Regions from separate parts of the Mus musculus genome. Here region 2 is linked to region 1. A link is a contact called in public Hi-C data. All regions are on one chromosome and are shown on one strand. The core of a region is the stretch at or near the end of the contact, and the rest is flanking DNA. Distances in the headings are between cores, read along the strand shown.

Region 1 (5,605 bases), core at 679-3,178:
TTCAGCTTTAGGTCACTGCCCTAAAGACGTTTGCAACATATGTAACGGTCAAAGCACACACACAGCAGTAATTTACAAGTTTTCCTATAGGAAAACAAGAACACCAATTATATAGACAAGGCTGAGGATTAAGGCTCTACCAAACAAGGTACCCCAGGAGGATGGGAAGTTAGGGAGCAGTCTAAGTCAGTACTCATACACAGCTGTCAGAACCCAACGATGGAATTCATTATTTTTAAGTAATACCTTTCAAAGATTAAATTAGTTACGTGCATAAAAAAAATAGCCAGGCAGTGGTAGTGTACGCCTTTAGTCCCAGCACTCCAGAAGCAGAGGCAGGTAGATCTCCGAGTTTGAAGCCAGCCTGGTCTACGAGTGAGTTCCAGAACAATCAGCGCTACACAGAGAAACTGTCTTGAAAATGAAAATAAAAAATAGGTTGTATGAAAAAATAATTACAATTTTAGAACATGAGTCTATTTTTGAGTTTATCTAATAACCTTCTTTAAGTCTTATCTATAGTATTCTGAACCTTGACACCATTATAAACTAACAAAAAAAACCTATTTTTTTTTTCCTGAAAATGGAGCTCGGCTGTTTAATGTAACATCTTGAGCCCTTAGGACTTCTCCAGTTAGGTTAATCCAGTGTCCGGTCTACTTCTCCCTTTGGCTATGGAGAACAAAAAATGGAAAACAACATCTTCAAGGTCATAAAGCCAAAGACTGTGAATCTAAAGATCCAAATGAGCCGCCAACTGCAAATCGGTACGAAGCAACCTAAACCACAGCTGACATGCAAGGGCTTGGAGTCTGCATTTTTCGTTGACGCTTTGTATTTTGTTCAAAATTCCAAATTTTAAGGAAATGTCATGATTTCAACTCACAAAAATCCTACTTGATGATTTCGCCTCAATGAAACGTTAATTGAATGTCATCCCCAAAAACTGCTATATAGAACACCTGTCAGAGACTCAAAAAGGGAAACCGCCGCGGATATGAAGGAAAACCTAGAATTTTACAATTGTACGTGAGTATACAGAAAAAAAAAAAAAGAAAGAAAGCTAAAATGAAAGGTTCCAAGTAACGGTAAAGAGAAAAGGAGAGGAAGGACTGAAAGGAAGCCGAGAAGAAACGATGGGAGGCAGGCCGCACCGCTACACCGGGGCTACAAATCACTTACTCGAGCTGGCCAATGAGGATAACCTTTCATCTTGGCGAAGATGAGGTCTCCAGGTTTGAAATCGCGAGTCATGTTTGAGGGGCGACGCCGGGAGTCCCAAGACCAGAAGGGGGAGCAGCGCAGCCGCGATCAGGAGATGCGAGAGCACAGACGCGAGCTGGGACTGGCGGGCCCGCGGGCGGGGGAGGATGCCTCGGGGTGTCCCGACGCGCCTGCGAGGGACAGCAGGGAGGGCGGTTAAAGCGCAAACCCCAGGGAGGGGCCGCGGGGAGGAGGGCAGGGGGAGGGGAGGCGGCGGAGGGGGAGGGGGAGCCGCCTGCGCGCCTCCTCGGACAGAGCGCGGCCTCGGCCCCGAGCAGCGCCGGGGCCTGCGGTCGCGGCCACCTGAGGCAGGGATGCTGCCCGCCACCCGGCCGCCGGCCTCCCACCCCGGCGCTCCCAGGGCTTTTCCCACGGGCCGCAGCCCACGAGGGAGGGGCGCGGCGGGGAGAGGAGGGAGGCTGCGAGCGCGGCCGCCCGCTTCCCATCCGCGCCGAGCGGGGGCGGGGCGGCTCTCACCTGCCGGGCGGCGGCGCTGGGGCTGCGGGGCGCGCTGGCCGCTCCTGCCCACGTCCACGCCGGCCACCTGCGCCACCAGCTGCCGCAGAGGCGTCTCAACGGCTCCGAGCTGCAACCGCCACCGCCACCGCCACCGCCGCCGATGTCGCTACGCCGCTCCCGCGCGGCTCCCGCTCGGCGCCCGCTAGCGCTGGGCCGTACCAAGTGCTCGCGCAGGCACGGGTGGCGCTACAGCCGCCGAGCGTCGTGGCTCGGGAGCTGAGGGCCTGAGTCCCCTAGAGCCCACAGGTGCCCCTGGTTGCGACCAATTGCAAGCAGATGCCGTGGGAGGGGAGGGAGAGGGGAGGCCCGGAGAGAGGCACGCGGGAGCTGTCCCTCTCCTCCACCCCCCCCACGGCTGGCACAGTGGTCGCGCCCGGCCCGCCCCTGCTGGCTGCTCTGCGTGTGTGTATTTGTATGTGTACTGTATGTAAAAGACGGGGAGGGAGGAAACGATTGTTGTGGACCCGGTTTGGGGGCGGGTATCCGGGCCTGTAGCCCACGGCTGCATGTTTAAGAGAATGTGGCAGCCCAAGGTGCTTGTTCTCGCATCCTTCTCCTTGGTGCGAGTACTGTAGTGCTCCTGCGCAGTTTACATCATCCCCAAAATGAAGAGCTGTGCAAAATCCCAGAGATGAAATTGGAATATGAAGCAGTTGCAGGGTGTGCACCTTGTAGGCCTCTTACACCTCGCAGAATGGGCTTTGCAGTCTCCTTTTCTTGGGACTGAAACATGAGAAAGCCCTATTTCATTTCCCTGATATTTCAACCGCGGAGAACCGTTAACGAAAACACAATCCCATTGAATGCAAAACGTCAAGGATATAAAACAATGACAGAGAAAGCGTAGTTAGCTTGTTAGTTAGGATGTGGATTTGGGCCCAATCTAAATTTTAGCCCTGCACTTAAAATTCTATTTCCCTAGAAAAGTGATATATATGGTGGTAGGTGATACAGGAGAGAAGAGTTACTAACACCTAAATATTTCATCATTTAAAATTCTCTTAAAGGGTATTTAAAGGTGAACTTATTTTTGATCCTTTAGCCAGTGGATGCTTTTAATATTTTGTAATACACCTTCTGAAATGGGTTGACTTTTACGATCTTTACTCTAGCAGAACTAATATTATTTATCCATTAACATCCAGGTTCCCAATAAGTAAGGATGTGGCAAATTAGAAGACATTAAAGTATTAAGAAAAAATAAGTCTTTTGTTTCATCCTTCATTGAATCTCTCCAAAATCCTGTTTAGAATAGAGCACTGTTTGGTGTTGAATATACAGCTAGGAACAAGATTAGGTATTTCCTATATCAAACAGGCTAAAAATATTAAAGATATTAAGAATATTAAAATGTGTAAGCAATAATACTGCTTTAAATAAAGACTCACAGCTGAGACTCAGGAAGAGCTTTGTTTGAATAGGCAAAAATTCAGGGCTTTATTTATAAAAGGAATATTGCATGTCTTTAAAAGGAAATCTGGCACCCCAATGTTAAATGCCTAGCAAGCAGGCCACTGTAGATGTGCATCGTGCAGAGGGCTCCGCATGGAGCTAAAAGAAAGAAAGGAAATTATTGGTGATATGTCTTCAAGCTTCTCACCGTGAATCTTAGGTTGTGTGCTTTGGGGGCTATCCAAGGTTGCATGGTAAGAAGGGGGATAAAACTGATTGCTTAAAACTGGATGCTTGGCGTTTCAGTGCAGATGTGAGCAGAGGGAGCCCTTTTTTTATGTGACTGTTGATTAAGAAGGGAAGAAAAAAAGGTGGAGGAGCACAACTAAGTAATTACAGAAATGGTCGTCAGCTAAATCATGGACCTGAAAGAACAGAAAGCTGTCTTAAAGGGAAGTCTCTAATCCCAAGTCACCCAGCTATCGTGTGTGTGTGTGTGTGTGTGTGTGTGTGTGTGTGTGTGTGTGTGTGTGTGTGTGTGTACACCTCCCCCTCCCATTGTCTCCAACTCCATAAGGCTTTGAAACTCCAGTTGTGGTCAGACTCCACATCATGGGCTTCACCTGAGGCCTTGTGAGCAGCTCAGCTCAGCCCCCCCCCCCCCCCCCCCCCCCCCCCCCGTCTACTAATCTACATTTTTAACAAGATATCCCACATTGGTTTTTTTTTGGGGGGGGGGGGGGACACTGCCTATGGAGATCAGGAGACAACACCTGGGTCTCTTTCTACCACGTGGGTCCCATGATTAAATTCAGGTCACCAGTAAAACTCAGGCTAGAATATGGAAATTAGAGGCCAACCTGTAGGCAAAGCTCTCTCTGAAAGAGAGAGACACATAAAGAATATCACAAGAAGATCTATAATTCTATTAGGAGATACCTTGTGTTAGTGCTAAATAGCCATGCCAACAACTAACAGAGATGGGTACTGTGAGTGGGGATAATTGGGAAATTAAAAAAAAAAAAATTTTTTTAAGGGAAGTGGAAATGCACTTGATGTATTAGTAGTGAACCAATGTGATACACTCTCTAGCTGCACATTTTGACAATGTCAGTTAGAAATTGTCTGAAACAACTGGAGACACCTTTTAAATCAAGGCAAAACAGGTGGTGATTTAAGCCCCCAGAGAACAAAGGGCCAGGATCCCTGAGAACAACAGTTCTGAATCTAAGTGGGGGGGGGGGGAGGGAGAAGGGGGGGAGGGAGAAGGGGGGGAGGGAGAAGGGGGGGAGGGAGAAGGGGGGGATGGAAGTGGCTGGGTGTGTTTAAGCCACTGGCAAAGCTTTGTTTCTCCCCCACAGGAGAAAGAATACACTTTCCAGAACTGTAACCAGCTAGCCAGAGAGAGACAGACCAATTTAAATGTGCTGAGACAAAACCCAAGCAAATTTCTTCCCATTCTACAGATGAGCAAGCAGCCTCCTAGACGTTAAGCAACTTGCCCAAGGACACTTGGAGTCAAGGCACCCGAGCCAGCTTGTCGCACTTCTGTTCTCTGCACTACACACACCCTTTTGTGATTTTTTACAAGCCCTCTAGGTTACACAGGAAGGTTGGAGGCTGCAGATGAATGAGAATGGCCTATAATTAGAAAAAGATGCTGGAAGTAGACGCAGCCTAGTTCTCTTATTCCAGCTTCAAATTCCCTCCCAATCTCTGGAGACCCACCCCATTCCCCAGCTGGTCCTCTCGACCAGCCCTTCTGTTTAACTCTTCATGGGCCTAAATGACTTGACCCAAAAAGCACACCTAAATGTCATCTACAAATGGCTTAATCTTTTTGTATTTATAATCTTCCTAGTCTTTAAACTACTTAGAACAAAAGTACAGGTGAGGAACTTAACATTTTTTTCCCAAGATGGAGTTACTGAGTGAATAGCAAGAATAGACAGATGATGAGCCCTGACAAAGTTCTAATTCTTTAGGGTCAGGGGCTGATTGCTCTTCCAGAGGTCAAGTCCCAGCAATCACTTGGTGGCTCACAACCATCTATAATCAGTTCTGATGTATCTGATGTTCTCTTCTGTCAGGCAGGCATACATGCAAATTGAGCACTCATATGTAAATAAATCTTAAAAACAGAAAAGAAAACAGACCACAGGACACATGAGGCTGCGGCCTAGGCTCCTCAGTAAGTCGAGGCCTCAGCGCTTCTCAACCTGTAGGTTGGGACCTGTACAGGGGTCACATATCAGATATGCTGCATAGAAGATATTTATGTTATGATTCTGAACAGCAGCTGGATTGCAGTTATGAAGTAGCAAAGAAAATAATTTTATGGTTGGGGGTCATCACAGAATGAGGAAGTGTATTAAAGGGTCACAACATTAGGAAGGTTGAGAACCACTGGGCGGAAGGGTCACAAGTTAGA
Region 2 (5,180 bases), core at 2,501-5,000, 3.1 Mb after region 1:
GCATTGAAGAAACAGAAGAATCTCATTCTAGAGACATGAAAAGTGTTTTCAAGGGAACCAAGCAGGAAAAAAAAAATCCCAGATTTAGGAAAGGAGATGCCAGTCCAGACACACAAGGCATTTACAACACCACACAGACAGATCAGAAAAGAGACTCCTCTCACCATATGACAACTAAACTACTTGGGACTGGGAGTTCAGGAGTTATCAGTTGTAGCTGGCCTTCTGGTTATTTTAGTGGGATCTTTTTCTTACCATCTTTCTTTACCCCAATCCCTTCCAACCCCCCAACTAGAAAACAAAAATCCTCACTACAATTAGTATTCCTCATTCCTCTAGAGGAGTCAAGTTTGGTTTCCAGCACCTAGCTAAGGTGGCTCTCCACTGCCTGTAACCTTGGTTCAGAATTCAGTGCCTTCTCTGATGCACAAGTGGTGTACACTCACACAGATGGACAGGCAGACACACACACACACACACACACACACACACACACACATCTGACAAAATTAAAACACTAAATGTTCAGAACAAAGGCTATTGAACTTTCAGATCTGTGCTTACTTGGGAGTACATGTCAAACTCAGGAAGCTAAAAAGGGCCATGTAGGGGTGAGGGCTCTTCATGGGTGAGGGTATATAGAATACATACAATAGGAAAATAGAGGGGGGAGAATACTGGAGGCTAAAACTTTAAGCAGTGATTGGGTCGGGGTACAGCATGAGGGAGGAGTTTGTTAACCAAAACAAAGGATCTAAGGAAAGCATTTATGAAGACCCACTATGTGTAGGCTAATTAAAATGTGCGTGTAACTTTAAACACAGGTACCCAGCATGGGTAGTCAAAACTTCCCCCAGAAGATGTGTGTTATTAAACAAAAACTCAGTTCCAGACCTGGGATCAGGGTCAGAAAGGCCCCAGAGGCTCCCCAAACAACACTGGTGATTGCGGTTGCTCTTGGTTACTGACCATAACTAGATAGTAAGACACTATTGCTCGAGACAGAATATATTTTGGTTGCAGAGCATAAAGACATCAAACTAGGGGCAGGGGAGGGGGCATCGAGCTGGAACAGACCTAAAGCCTTCCTCCCTGCTGGCGAGTTTTCGTGTGCCAGAGGGTACTAACTAAGCAGACTGCAGGGGAAGTCGTCAGTGATACTACCCAGTGGTGAACCCTGAAGGCTATAACACCAACCTGCCATGCCCACTGGTACAATAGCAACACAAAGGTTATGAGGTAACCAACTGCTTTTGCATTGGATCTGAAGCCTGTTGCAAAGGAGAGAATTCATGTCTGGTACTGTAAACTTGAGGAACCTACAAGTTATCTTGCTAAATGGGCATGCCCAACTCCCTTCTAAATATTTATGTTTACATATAGATTAGTTCTGTCCTCAGCCTCAACCAGAGCAGATTCTCTGTAGTGGGCAGCAATTAGTGCAGAGACTCATAACTGGTCAAAGAACTGAGAGTGACTACTGAATGGCCAGCCCTAAGTAAGACATCTATTTCAACATACATGCACGTGCACATGCACACGCACACACACTAACTAAATAATGCATAAAAGGGAGCAATGGCTTGTAAATGTATCTTTTCTACTCCTATTGTCATCCCCAAGGCTTACTGTCTCTGTCTGCTAACCTAGGCCAGGTCCTAGAAGCTTCTAGCTTCCATACAATCTAATCTAGGGCTAGAATGTTTCCTGCCTGTGAGACTTACTGCTGAATAAGCTCACCTTTTCCTGTTCTGATCTCTGGCTGGCTGGTCAACTCAGCTGTTCTGGCTCAAACTCCTCTCCAAACTGACTGATTCAATCTGGCTTCTCTCTCTCGGCCTTTTCTTAATTGCTCTGCTTGGCCTCATACTGATTTTGGCAATCTGTTCTAATCTTCTGACTCCTTCTCAGTCTCTGGCTCCTCTGCCTTCCCCTGTGTTTAGCTTGCTCTCTCTTTTCAACCTTTTCTCTTTGTAACTGTCCTGGTAGATTCTCTCTTTCTCTCTCTCTCTCTCTCTCTCTCTCTCTGTGTGTGTGTGTGTGTGTGTGTGTGTGCTGCTATTGGTTATGTAACCTCTTTCCCCTCTCCTCTTGAGAGCTGGGTGTAGCCTATTCTGTCAAATCTTTCTCTGATTTGTTACTTTGTCTGCCACTCAATTAGACATAACTTTCAAACAAGGTGCTTTCTTCTACAAACTAACTTTACCTTCACTGTTTGGGATTAAAAGTGTGTTCTAAGGGCATATCTGTATTCTAACCAGAGGAATTAAAGGTGTGTGCTATGACTGAGCCACATCACAACTAGAAATCGTTTTTTTGTTTTTGTTTGTCTTTTAGTAAACAATACACTCTCAGGGTTCAGTGTGATCAAATATCCTGCAACAATGATTACTTTTAAATTGTCTTTTTTTATGTATATGAGTACACTGTAGCTACACAGATGCTTGTGAGCCTTCATGTGGTTGTTAGGAATTGAATTCTGGACCTCTGCTCACTCCAGCCCAGAGATTTATTATTATAGATAAGTACACTGTTGCTGTCTTCAGACACACCAGAAGAGGGCATCAGATCTCATTACGGGGTGGTTGTGAGCCACTATGTGGTTACTGGGATTAGAACTCAGGACCTTCAGAAGAGCAGTCAGTGCTCTTACCCGCTTAGCCATCTTGCCAGCCCACTTTTGAATTTTCTTGCATATTGTAAACATTATTTATGTAAATTCATATTTTGCCTGTGTGTCTATGCATCATATGCATGCAGTGCCCACAGAGGTTGAAAGAAGGCATCATCCCCTGGACTGAAGTTACAGTTTCAAGGAGTCACAGTGGTGCTGGGAAGCAAACCCAGGTTCTCTGGAAGAGCAGTGTGTGTGTGTGTGTGTGTGTGTGTGTGTGCACCATATCTGTGCGGGAGACCATGGCTTAAATGATAAGCTATGTCTCTAGCCCCAACATCCAATTTTTGAATGAATAAGTGAGAAAATGTCTTCATTGGTACAGTGTAGTATACAACCTGGAAAGGGCTTTACAATAAGGATGCAGTGTCCTAATTTAGGAATATGACGTGCCCTGGTAATTCTACTGACTCAGCCTCAACTTACTGGATGACACTGCTTATCTCTTCTTAAAGGCTTGAGGCCATGTGGCCTATGGCTAAGTGAGCAGACCTTCTAAGGCACTCAGACTCGTTAACCCCCTCAGGTTTGAAAACAGTTGTTCACACGGTAACCGTGAGGACGAAGCTATTGCATGGTGTTCCATATTACCCTCTACTCGAGTTTTGGATTCTAATTACACATTCTCAAGCTGAGGTAAAAAGAACAAGGAATCAGGATGTCTCCCTGGTAAGGAACTGCCTAGCCCTGGGCAATTAGTTTTTCGAAATCTCTTTCTGCTGGTTTTCATTTGTCATCCCCGCTCCTCTACCTGCCTGATTGTCAAGCCTACAGCACTATTATCTCTCTGAGGTGATAATGGCAGTGGGCGTGTGAGGACTTTTGGCCACGCGGGGGCAGCATTCTCCCTCCCAGGTTCACTCGACCCCTTCTGCAAAGACCCAGGGCAACCCAAGCAGAACAAAACCCCAGCGTGGGCTCGCCCTTTCATTTTAACTCGCTGTGCGCTAGATTGCAATGGAAGAAGCAGTTTCTTAGAATTCCAAGGGTCTCAAAGGAGTAGCCGACGTTCTCGCGATGTCGCCACCGGAAGTGGGTGGCGGCAGGCCCTCGGAGTTCTCGCGAGATGCCGGCGGGAAGTGGGTGGCGGCCGGGCCGAAGCTGATCACATCACTGGTCTGCTCTCGCTAGCTCGGAGCGGCTGTGGCCATTGCCTCGGGCGCTGTTTTCTGAGACCTCGCCTCGCCGCGGTCTTTCCTGCCCCCAGCTCGCGTGCACGGCCTCCGCTGCCGGTCGGTGCTCGGTGTCCCGCCGTCCCCATCCTTGGTCGGTCCGCCGTTAGGCCGTGCCTCAGGCCCAGTCCGTGGCGACGCCGGCAGGTGATGCCCAATACAGCCATGAAGAAAAAGGTGCTGTTGATGGGAAAGAGCGGGTCGGGGAAGACCAGCATGAGGTCGATCATCTTTGCAAATTATATTGCGCGCGACACTAGGCGCCTGGGTGCCACCATCGACGTGGAGCACTCCCACGTCCGATTCTTGGGGAACCTGGTGCTGAACCTGTGGGACTGTGGCGGCCAGGACACCTTTATGGAAAATTACTTCACCAGCCAGCGGGACAACATCTTCCGTAATGTGGAGGTTCTGATATACGTGTTTGACGTAGAGAGCCGCGAACTGGAAAAAGATATGCATTATTACCAATCGTGTCTGGAAGCCATCCTCCAGAATTCACCTGACGCCAAAATCTTCTGCCTGGTGCACAAAATGGATCTGGTTCAGGAAGATCAACGTGACCTGATTTTTAAAGAGCGAGAGGAAGACCTGAGGCGTTTGTCTCGCCCGCTGGAGTGCGCTTGTTTTCGAACGTCCATCTGGGATGAGACGCTCTACAAAGCCTGGTCCAGCATCGTCTATCAGCTGATCCCCAACGTTCAGCAGCTGGAGATGAACCTAAGGAATTTTGCCCAGATTATTGAGGCTGATGAAGTTCTGCTGTTCGAGAGAGCTACGTTCTTGGTGATTTCCCACTACCAGTGCAAAGAGCAGCGAGATGTGCACCGCTTTGAGAAGATCAGCAACATCATCAAGCAGTTTAAGCTGAGCTGCAGTAAATTGGCCGCTTCTTTCCAGAGCATGGAAGTGAGGAATTCTAACTTCGCTGCCTTCATCGACATCTTTACATCAAACACGTACGTGATGGTGGTCATGTCAGATCCATCCATCCCTTCTGCAGCTACTCTGATCAACATTCGTAATGCCAGGAAACACTTTGAGAAGCTAGAAAGAGTAGATGGGCCCAAGCACAGCCTCCTCATGCGTTGAAATAATGCCAAATGCTCTTTAGTAAAATGCTGAATTACGGTGTTTTTTTTTTTTTTGCATCATTTGTCTTTAATATTCATAATGTCATGTGCTTAAAAGTGAGCTTGAAACGTGTGCTTACTATCTCATCTCTTCCCTAGTCTTAGTATTGGACGCTATTTACTCAGCTATCAAGTAGAGATCTTCAAGACGGCCTTTATGAAAAGTTAGTGTGGTGTTAACACTAAAGTAGGTGGGGTGTG

What was found. A called contact is a pair of places that touch in the nucleus more often than the background predicts.
Region 2: a contact with region 1 is called in a Hi-C map of B cells, with 7 read pairs. The contact joins the promoter of Rraga here to the promoter of Psip1 in region 1. A contact is called at or near these places in 1 of 39 promoter capture datasets (cranial neural crest) and 2 of 484 Hi-C or Micro-C datasets (B cells and pro-B cells).

Annotation. Positions count from the first base shown.
Region 1 is chr4:83,484,535-83,490,139 of GRCm38.p6, forward strand. Psip1 (PC4 and SFRS1 interacting protein 1) reads right to left here and starts at 1,929. Exons shown (of 16, transcript NM_133948.6): 1 at 1,741-1,929; 2 at 1,183-1,394. The coding sequence starts at 1,254.
Region 2 is chr4:86,571,923-86,577,102 of GRCm38.p6, forward strand. It overlaps Rraga (Ras-related GTP binding A), which reads left to right and starts at 3,751. Exons shown (of 1, transcript NM_178376.3): 1 at 3,751-5,180. The coding sequence starts at 3,997. The coding sequence ends at 4,938.